2 separate regions of the Gossypium hirsutum genome follow, and region 1 is linked to region 2. Evidence: chromatin contacts called from public Hi-C data. All regions are on one chromosome and are shown on one strand. The core of a region is the stretch at or near the end of the contact, and the rest is flanking DNA. Distances in the headings are between cores, read along the strand shown.

What was found. A called contact is a pair of places that touch in the nucleus more often than the background predicts.
Region 1: a contact with region 2 is called in a Hi-C map of leaf, with 3 times the contacts expected there. The contact joins the promoter of LOC107962163 here to the promoter of LOC107962239 in region 2. A contact is called at or near these places in 5 of 34 Hi-C or Micro-C datasets (callus and leaf).

What each region holds. Positions count from the first base shown.
Region 1 is chrA06:95,326,337-95,331,034 of Gossypium_hirsutum_v2.1, forward strand. LOC107962163 (subtilisin-like protease SBT5.6) reads right to left here and starts at 2,929. Exons shown (of 9, transcript XM_016898428.2): 1 at 2,724-2,929; 2 at 2,412-2,607; 3 at 2,133-2,321; 4 at 1,826-1,937. The coding sequence starts at 2,795.
Region 2 is chrA06:94,837,514-94,842,053 of Gossypium_hirsutum_v2.1, forward strand. LOC107962239 (putative cyclin-D6-1) reads left to right here and starts at 2,895. Exons shown (of 6, transcript XM_016898557.2): 1 at 2,895-3,526; 2 at 3,632-3,718; 3 at 3,799-3,894; 4 at 3,969-4,170; 5 at 4,256-4,386; 6 at 4,477-4,540. The coding sequence starts at 3,347.

The DNA of each region.
Region 1 (4,698 bases), core at 1,679-4,178, 490 kb after region 2:
ATTACCAATTACCCTAAAAGTTCCTTCTCGTTATTTGCTTTTGTATTTTTGAATAGTAAAGAAAACAATTTTTAAAAAGTTTGGAGTTTTGGCTTAATTTAGCTACTCATAATTCAATTTTGAACGACAATTTCGAAGTTGGTATATATGCAAAGCTTCTCCTGATGTTAATTGAAAGTGGTAAATGTGATAGTTGTTGTTAAATTTGAAATTTAGTTATTATATTTTATTTTAAAGAATTTAATTTAATTATTTTTAAATATTAAAATTCAGATTTAATTGTTAATACTTTTAAATTTTTTTCATTAAATTTAGGTCCAAGTCAATTTTTTTAATTACATGCCTACTAAGTAGAGAGAAATCTAAATTTTAACAAGGTTAATAATTGGACTTGAATTTTGAAATAAGTACAGGTATTAAATTCTTAAAAATTAAAAGTACAAAAATTAAATTTTAAATTTGAAAAGAGTACAAAAACTTATGACATCACATGTTTATCGTTTGGAAAATGACTCAACTTCTAACCATAAAAAGATTATCACCTTTGATAGGTTAAGTTCTGCAATAACTCTTTATACTTTACACGAAAGTATTTAGTCTTTAGACTTTAATTTGGTCATTTTTAGCTAATATGCTTTCCAAATTTTAAAATTTATGTCCACATCATACGGTTGTTAAGTTCGTTCAATTATGTTATTACCATATGCATAATGTCATATCAGTTTGTTATTTCACATATTACTCATTAAAAATTCAATTAATAGATTAATAATTGTCATTTTGTAAATTTCAAATTTTGAATTGTATAGAGACTTAAAATAATCCAATTGAAGAATATTGACAAAATCTACAACTATACACATAGTACATGTTGATACAAGATTTGGATTTGAAGCTTGAGGACAGTTCACCCATGAAACTTGGTTGCAGAGGGTAGAATGACCCTTTTTTCATGTCCTTGAAAGTGTATATAAAAGGGGTTCTTGGTGGGCTTATGTAAGATACTCTATCAGTAGTGTAAGGTAGGTATAGAGTCACGTGAATGTGATAGGGATAAATATTTGTATAGTTTAGTATAAAATTATTAATTGAATTTAATCCAATAAATTTAATTATTATTTTTAGTAGAATAAAAATTTTAAAATTCAAAAAATATTAAAATTAATTAATTTAAAAAATATAAAACACTAAAATTAATCAAATCACTTCTAAAAAATATTGATTAAATTAAAATGTAAAGACTAAAGCTGGAATTTTCATTAACTACGGGGTGTAATCATAGAATTGACTCTTTGATAATAATCAAAGAACCTTAGCTGGTCCTATCAATCCAAATGGAAAAGGGCCCTCCTTTCCCCAAAGATTATTGGATTTATTAGGAACCATTTTCAGATTGTTTTCACGAGATTTTGACACATGAAACGAACCTCGAAAAAGCAGAATAGAAACCCCTCAGTGTGCAATAAAATTTGCATGCTATTCAACAAATTATATAAAGTTCATCACAAGTAAATTAGATGAAAGGGAAATTTTTCTCAAACCTTTACTAAATATGGTTTGATTAATAGGACACAAATACCATGAAAGTTAAGGAAAAACATATGCTCACACGTTTGAGCCCTTAAATAGTTTTTAATTAAATTTAAAATTTAGCTTTAAGTATGTAGGGTAAAGTTTAGAGTTTTAGGATTTAAAATGTGAATGTTTAGGGTTTTAGAATATTAAAATAATAAATATTATTATAAAGAATGAATGCTGGAACCCATACATGAAGTGGCAAGTCAAGCCGAATAGCGGAATAGAAAGCAAAGGAAAATTCACTCACTTGTTACAATTGGATGAGTTAAAAGCGACTCCTCCTTGGCAGATTCCTTTCCATGATTTTGGGGTGGGATCCATTCCTTGGTCACTGAAGCTAGGTGATTCCGGCCATAGACCTAAATTGATGAGACCCCCAAAACAGTAAAACAATCCAATAATTACATAATACATTTAGAAAAATGAATTATTTGCTACTCAGTTGTCTTAATACAACAAAAGCAATAATGCTTGAGACAGTCACATGAGTAATCTAAAAAGATGGCATTGGAATTCATATATAGTTTTAAATTATAATTGCAAAACTTTTTTACCGCTATCCATCACTCCAATAATGACATTTTTGCCATGTTTAGCTTTTGACAATAAGTCTTCTCCTCCCATCTTAAGCTTTTCCCATGAATAGCTATCTCCTTCATCTAAGCCAACAAATTCCCATGACCTTGTTGTCTGCACTGAGTGCTTTCCATGTGAAGGAAACACTGACAAAAGCCCATCCATTCCTGTGAGGAAAAATGAAAACCCAAGCATTATTATTAGGTATTAATTTCAGAAATGGAGATGAAGAAATATGTTGCTAATGAGTCACCCACCAGAGAGCTTGGAGGCTTCATCTGGTGTAAGCTTTGCAGCAAAGCCATTGATGCTGTGTTTGTAGCTGTAAAGAAGGGAAGATTTAGCATCTTCTTCAGATTCTTTGACTGAAAGTAAGTATGAGATATGGGTTTTCTCAATCTCATGCAAAGCTTTCTCCCCATTGTTGTGTAGCCCCAAGTAAACTATATACACCTACATAGACAATAAATATATATATTTTACATGAAAATTAGAGTTCCGAGAGAGAACTTTACTACAGAAAGATGTTGAAGAAATAATAGAAGAGTTACGAGAAACAGAAAAAGTACTTTTTTCTCAACAGATGAGGCCAAGATAGGAACGACAATCAAGAGAAGGAAACAAAAGAGAGTGTTCTTCATGGCTAATAATGGCACTGAGTATTGTCAATCCTATGGAGAGATAATGTTATATTTATAAGCGTCTTGATCAATTGTGTATACTGATAATTACAACTCTTTCACTTTACATGATATATGGATTGTTATATGGTTTTGAAAAATCTTCTTAGCATTTACTGTATTTACAGATAAATATGGGAATCTCTAATTGAAAAAAAGTTAAAAGTATATCTTTAATTAAAAATAATTATGCCTTTAAAAATTACTAAGGTATTTTTACATATTTAAAATAAGTAATATTGTTATGATAATATTTTTATTTTTTTTTAGCTTTTTAAAAAAATCAGCATAAAATTTACATATATTGACATTTGAACTCATGTCATTAATTTTATTTTGATATTTTATGCATTTCAATATTATTTCACAAACATTTCAATGTTTTACCAACATTGGTTGTATATTTATCTTTTATACTATTATTTAAATCTCTGATTGAGCTTATGTTACAAGTCAATCCAAGGTCAACCCAATAAAAAATTTATTAAATTGTCCTTACAAATTTGAAATAAGTTATATTCTTACAACGGTGCTTTTATTTTTTTTATATTTTTAATAAAATCAGTATAAAATTTATATATGATGAGATAAATTATATTCTTAATATGACGTAGTTACTTATTTAAAAAAATTTTACTCACAATTTAAACTATTCTTTTTAATTTTAATTCCATATATTATATAAAGTATTATTATTAATAGTTACGTAATTTATTTAAAGATTTAATTTTTACACCCATATGATTTGTGATAAAATCCGAAACTCTAGTTGTACATCAGTCAACTCATGAGTTTTTATTAAATATATTTATTTGATGATAGATAAAATAATTATAATTAAATTATTTTATCTTTAAAGTTTTTATTTTTTATTAAAATGTAATATACTAAATAATTAATAAAAGCATCCTTTTAACGTTATGCCTAGGTTTTTACTTTTCTTAATCAGGGTTAAAAGTTGGGGTAAACATTTGATAAAATCGAGTAAAAAAATTTGAGTTAATTGAGTTAACGAGTCTTATTTTATCATCCTACCTCGAGTTGAATTTTTTTTAATTGAGTCCAGTGAAATGAAATTCAAGTCGACCCAAATCAAATTGAGTGAAATTACTCGAGTTAAATTAAAAATTAAACATTCCAAATTAAAATCTTATTTTAATATAACTAGTTCCATGTTAGAAGATATAAATTTGAAACTATATATATATTTGAAAACTTTTTCAAAGAAAAATAAGAAGAAAAAAATATTTTTAATATGATAAACTTAAATCATTAATTAATTTATTTACATCCCAAAATTATTATTTTAATTTTTAAAATTTTAACTTTCTTTATATATTCTTTGGAAATTTTTTAAAATGTATATAATTTTGGAATTTTTATAAATATTTTGAAATTCGAAAGTTATTTTGAATTTTTTTTTTGAAATTTTTGTTGATAGAGAGATCGATTTGCTCATTTTTAAAATTGACAGGGACTAAAAGGATATTTATAGCAATCTATATTCAAATTATTTGAGTTATTCAAATTGTAAAATTTAACTCGACTCGAACTTAAAACTCGAATTATTTATTCAAATTGATTCAAAAAAATAAAAAATTCTAATAACTTGATTCAATTAAAAAATTAAATTTTAAATTAATTAAATTGAATTTTGCTTACTCATAATAAAAAAGGTAATATGCTATTGAAGGTATGAAAACGGGATACATATCATCTTTTCTAACCTTATTTAGAGCCTTAAAAATTTTACTAGTAGAGTGCGAAATAATTACCCATTTGAAAAAAATATATATTATATCATCTCAAGGTAAGAAAGCCTCCACTGCAACTCATGTGTCTTTAGGGTGTAATATGGAAAATA
Region 2 (4,540 bases), core at 1,645-4,144:
TTGTGCAATCAGTTGGAAAGCAACTTTGCAACCTACAGTTGCTTTGTCTACCACTGAAGCTGAGTACATGGCGAATACTGAGTCTTGTAAAGAAGCTATTTGGTTTAAGGGACTCTTTAGTGAACTCAATGAAGACCTTCAAATCAATACAGTATTTTGTGACAGTCAGAGTGCAATCTTCCTTACAAAAGATCAAATGTTTCATAAGAGAACAAAACAAATTAATGTTCGATATCATTTTGTTTGTGATATTATTGCTCGTGGGGATATTGTTGTGAGCAAAATTAGTACTCATGAAAATCCTGCAGATATGATGACTAAGTCACTTCCTATAACCAAGTTTGAGCATTGCTTAGACTTGGTTGATGTTTATTGTTAAAGTTAAACCCTTAAGGGATTTTATGGAAGAGGTGGACAACTTGTTCATTGAGAGTTCGCGATGAAGAACTTGTTCATTGAGAATTCGTGTCAAGGTGGAGATTGTTAGAATTAAATGACCCGAATCTTTATTTAAATAAAATACAGTGGTAAAATAAAATAAAAGTAAAATCCATATAAAGCTACACTTCTTTTATTTTTTTTTAGAATAAGGTTTTTTAAACCTTATTAAACTCTATCTATTTTATATTGATTAGAATATGGTGTTTTAATCTTACTAGAATATGGCTTTACAAGCCTATAAATAGTCACAATCTATTCCTCTTGTAATCATTCGAATTCGACATAGTAAATTTTCTTCTCCTTTGCCCGTGATTTTTTTCTCGAAGGGTTTCCACGTAAAATCTATGTTTTCTTTATTTTATTTAATTTTATTTTCACAATAACAAAATATCCCCACTTCGTTGCTTAGTAACACATCCAAATGTTTTTTGTTTAACTAATTTAAAACTTTAATTTTAGGAGGAATTAATATTTCATGGGGAGAAAGAGGACTATTTTTTATTGTTATTGTGGGCTTCAATTGTATGAAGTAGTAGTAGAGCTAGAAATTTTTTTTTAGTGCCGGAATTAAATTATATATTATTTACAATAATAAAAATATAAATTTATCATTTTAATAGCGTATATTTTTATATGTTTTAAATGATTAAACTAAATTTTTATTATTTTGGAGGTCAAATTGTAAGTTTTATTATTATTAATTTAAAATTTTATAAATAATAAAGGGCTTAAATTTTTTTTTCCATTTTAAGGATGGTGCTAGCAATTTGCTCCTCCACTGATATGAAGCATTAAAAAGGATATGAAACATTGCAAAATCACTTGAGTTACCTAAAGTTTGAAAACCTGAATGTGAACTTGAAATGCAATTGAATCCATATGCCTTGAATTTCAAGTTGTTAGGTTGACAAAACATTAGTAAATTTACTAGTAATTCCTTCCTACCTTCTTATATTACCTTTTGCACAGTTTGAGTCAAGAAATGTGACGCAATGATATCTTTGTTTTCTATGAAAGAAAATGGCTCATAAATAACAAATGAAAGTGAATACCTTTTTCTTATACAAGTTAGGAGAATAGAGTTTATAAGTAGGGAAGTAAAACACAATTTGATTAGAAAGAATTAAAAAAAATTTAAATTTCGAGTTAATCGAATTGAGTTATTCAATTTTTTTCGAGTCTACATGAATAAATAATTCGATGTTCGAGTTCGAGTTGAGTTAAATTTTACCATTCTTAAATTTTACCATTCAAATAACTCGAATAATTTGAATAAAAAATTGATGTAAACAGTCTTTGTTAGTTTTTGAAAATGAGCAAATCGGCCTCTCTTACCAAAAATTACAAAAAAAAATTTAAAATAAATTTTAAAATTCTAAATATTTATAAAATTGCAAAATGTATATTTTTTCAACAATTATAAAAATCTAAAGAATATATAAAGAAAGTTAAAAATTTTAAAATTTTCTAAAATAATAAGTTTGGGACCTAAATAAGTTAATTAATGATTCAAGCATACTAAAATATCTTTTTTTTCTCTTATTTTTCTTTGAAATTTTTTAAATATATATGATTTCAAATTTATTTACTCTAACATGGAATTAGTTATATTGTATTGAGATTTTAATTCAAAATGTTTAATTTTTTAATTTAACTCGAATAATTTCACTTGATTCGATTAGAAAAAAAAAATTCAAATTGAGTTAGGATAATAAAAAAAGGACCCACCAACTCAATTTTTTTTACTCAATTCGATCAAACACTCACCCCTATTTATAAGCACAAGTTAAAATAGTAAATTTTATCTCAATCAACTTGAAATTTACTATCCAACCATTGAATATTTGAATTTTTGTTTAATCAATTTATGCAATTATTTAAAAAACAATTATATCTAATAAATATTTGAAACTCAATATTTACCTCGATAGGTTATCTTTTAGAAAATTAAAAATTAAATAGGTAAGGAAGAGACGGTGAGGTTTGTTAAAGAAAATGAAAGAAATTAAATAAAAAAAGGTACCCGAAGTCAATCTACCTAAATTTGACTTGGAGAAAAGAAACCTTGGGTCTTAAGACATTGAAAATTGGATTATTGTCCTGCTCACTTTAGTAGAGAATTTTTTTTTCTAGAATGACATGGTAAAATAATAAAATAATTAAAATAATTATATATATGATAAAATCCTAAAAAAATTTATGAATTTTTTTATTCTTATTAATATTAGATGAACTATTTATTCTTAAAAACTTGTTATAAAAGGGAAAAGAAAAACAAGAAAGGAGTTTGTGGAATGTGATTAAATTAAAGAGGGTCTTATTCCATGATCAAAAGCAAAATTAAAAAAGGAAAAGTAATTTCTTTTAAAGAAGGAAAAAAAATAAATAATAGTTTGTTGGATATTAAGCGGTGAATTATTTAAGCGGCACCTTCTTTAAAATGGACCGGCGCTTATCGCGGAACGAAGAAAAGGAAATATACTGCGCCAAACTGTCTTCTTTCTTTCTACTGCTTTGTGAGCTCTGCTTGGGACCACTTTTCTCCTTTTGCTTTGCATACTAAACTATATACATACATGTGTTCAAAGAAGAATGGCACTTTTATCCATTTCTCCAACAATATTAGCTTTTCAAAAGTATAACCTTCTACCTTCAAATTAGATTATTATTATTATAAATATCATGTTCATGATACTAATTCAGTTTCTCGAGTAGCAATGGCATATTCTAATTAAAGTTAAACAAGGCAGCTTTGTGAGACCCAGAAACAAAAGTCACAAGTGAAGTTGAAGATCCGACTTGGTTTTTTCAGCTCTCTTCTTCTCTTTTTCAACATTATTATAACTCTATTCTTTTGCAAACTCACTCTCACTCTCTCCCCATTCTTCTCTTAAGAAAAAAAATTATGGATTGCTTTGATCTTGAGAACCCATTCACCAGCTTGGACAATCAAGAATCTGATATAATCTCAGCTCTCTTCTCTTCAGAATCTGATCACATGCCTTCCCACAACTACTTTCTAAGTTTAAAGAGCAATGACTTGTTTGTTTCTTTTCGACAGGAAGCCATTTCTCTCATTTTGAGGGTACCCATATCTATTTTCACTATTCACTACTGTTCTTTTCCTTCCATTTCATTTTAATACATGGTTTACTGTTCTTGTCTTTTATAACTTGTTTTAATTGGTCAGGCACAGTATTCATGTAACATTGATCCTTACACAACATACCTGGCTACTAACTACATGGACCGGTTCGTCTCCAGGCAAGAAATTCCTGTATGTAGGCAAGATGAAGAGTGTTGTTTTCTTGGTAACCAAACAAAGTATTTTTTATAACAACTTGAATACTGTAACAGCAAGGTAATCCATGGGTGTTGAGGCTTCTTGTGATCGCTACCATTTCTTTGGCTTCAAAGATGAAGGAACAACACTTCTCTTCCTCCAATTTCCAGGTTAATTAAACATCTCATCTTAATTTGAAATTTTTTTTTTTACCTTCATGCGAAGACTAATACAAATGAAACAGAGAGACGAAGGGTTCATCTTTGATGCCCCCGCAATTCAACGAATGGAGCTTCTGATACTTGATGCCTTGAATTGGAGAATGAGATCAGTAACACCCTTGTCGTTTATCTGCTTCTTCATATCTTTGTTTGAACTTAAAGATCCACCTTTGAGACAAGCATTGAAAGATAGAGCAACAAACATAATCTTCCAAGCTTGTAATGGTAATTAAACAGAACATAGTAACATGTCCGTTATGTCTTTTATCGGAAAACAGCTTGAACATGTCTGTTATGTTATTTGTTGCAGAAATCAAACTGCTAGAGTTCAAACCATCAATAATTGCAGCATCAGCTCTTCTTATGGCATCCCATGAGCTATTCCCTTTGCAGTTTCCATCTTTTGAAACCTCGATTTTGAGCTGTCGACATGTTAATAAAGTAAGGAACTGGAACTATAAAACATTATTGAAGGTCATTTTCTTTTCAATTACTTTAGGTTAATGAATTAAATGAATATAATTTTGACAGGAGAATCAGTTGAAATGCTTTAATGCAATGCAAGAGATGGTGGCTAATGAAACTAGCGATTCAA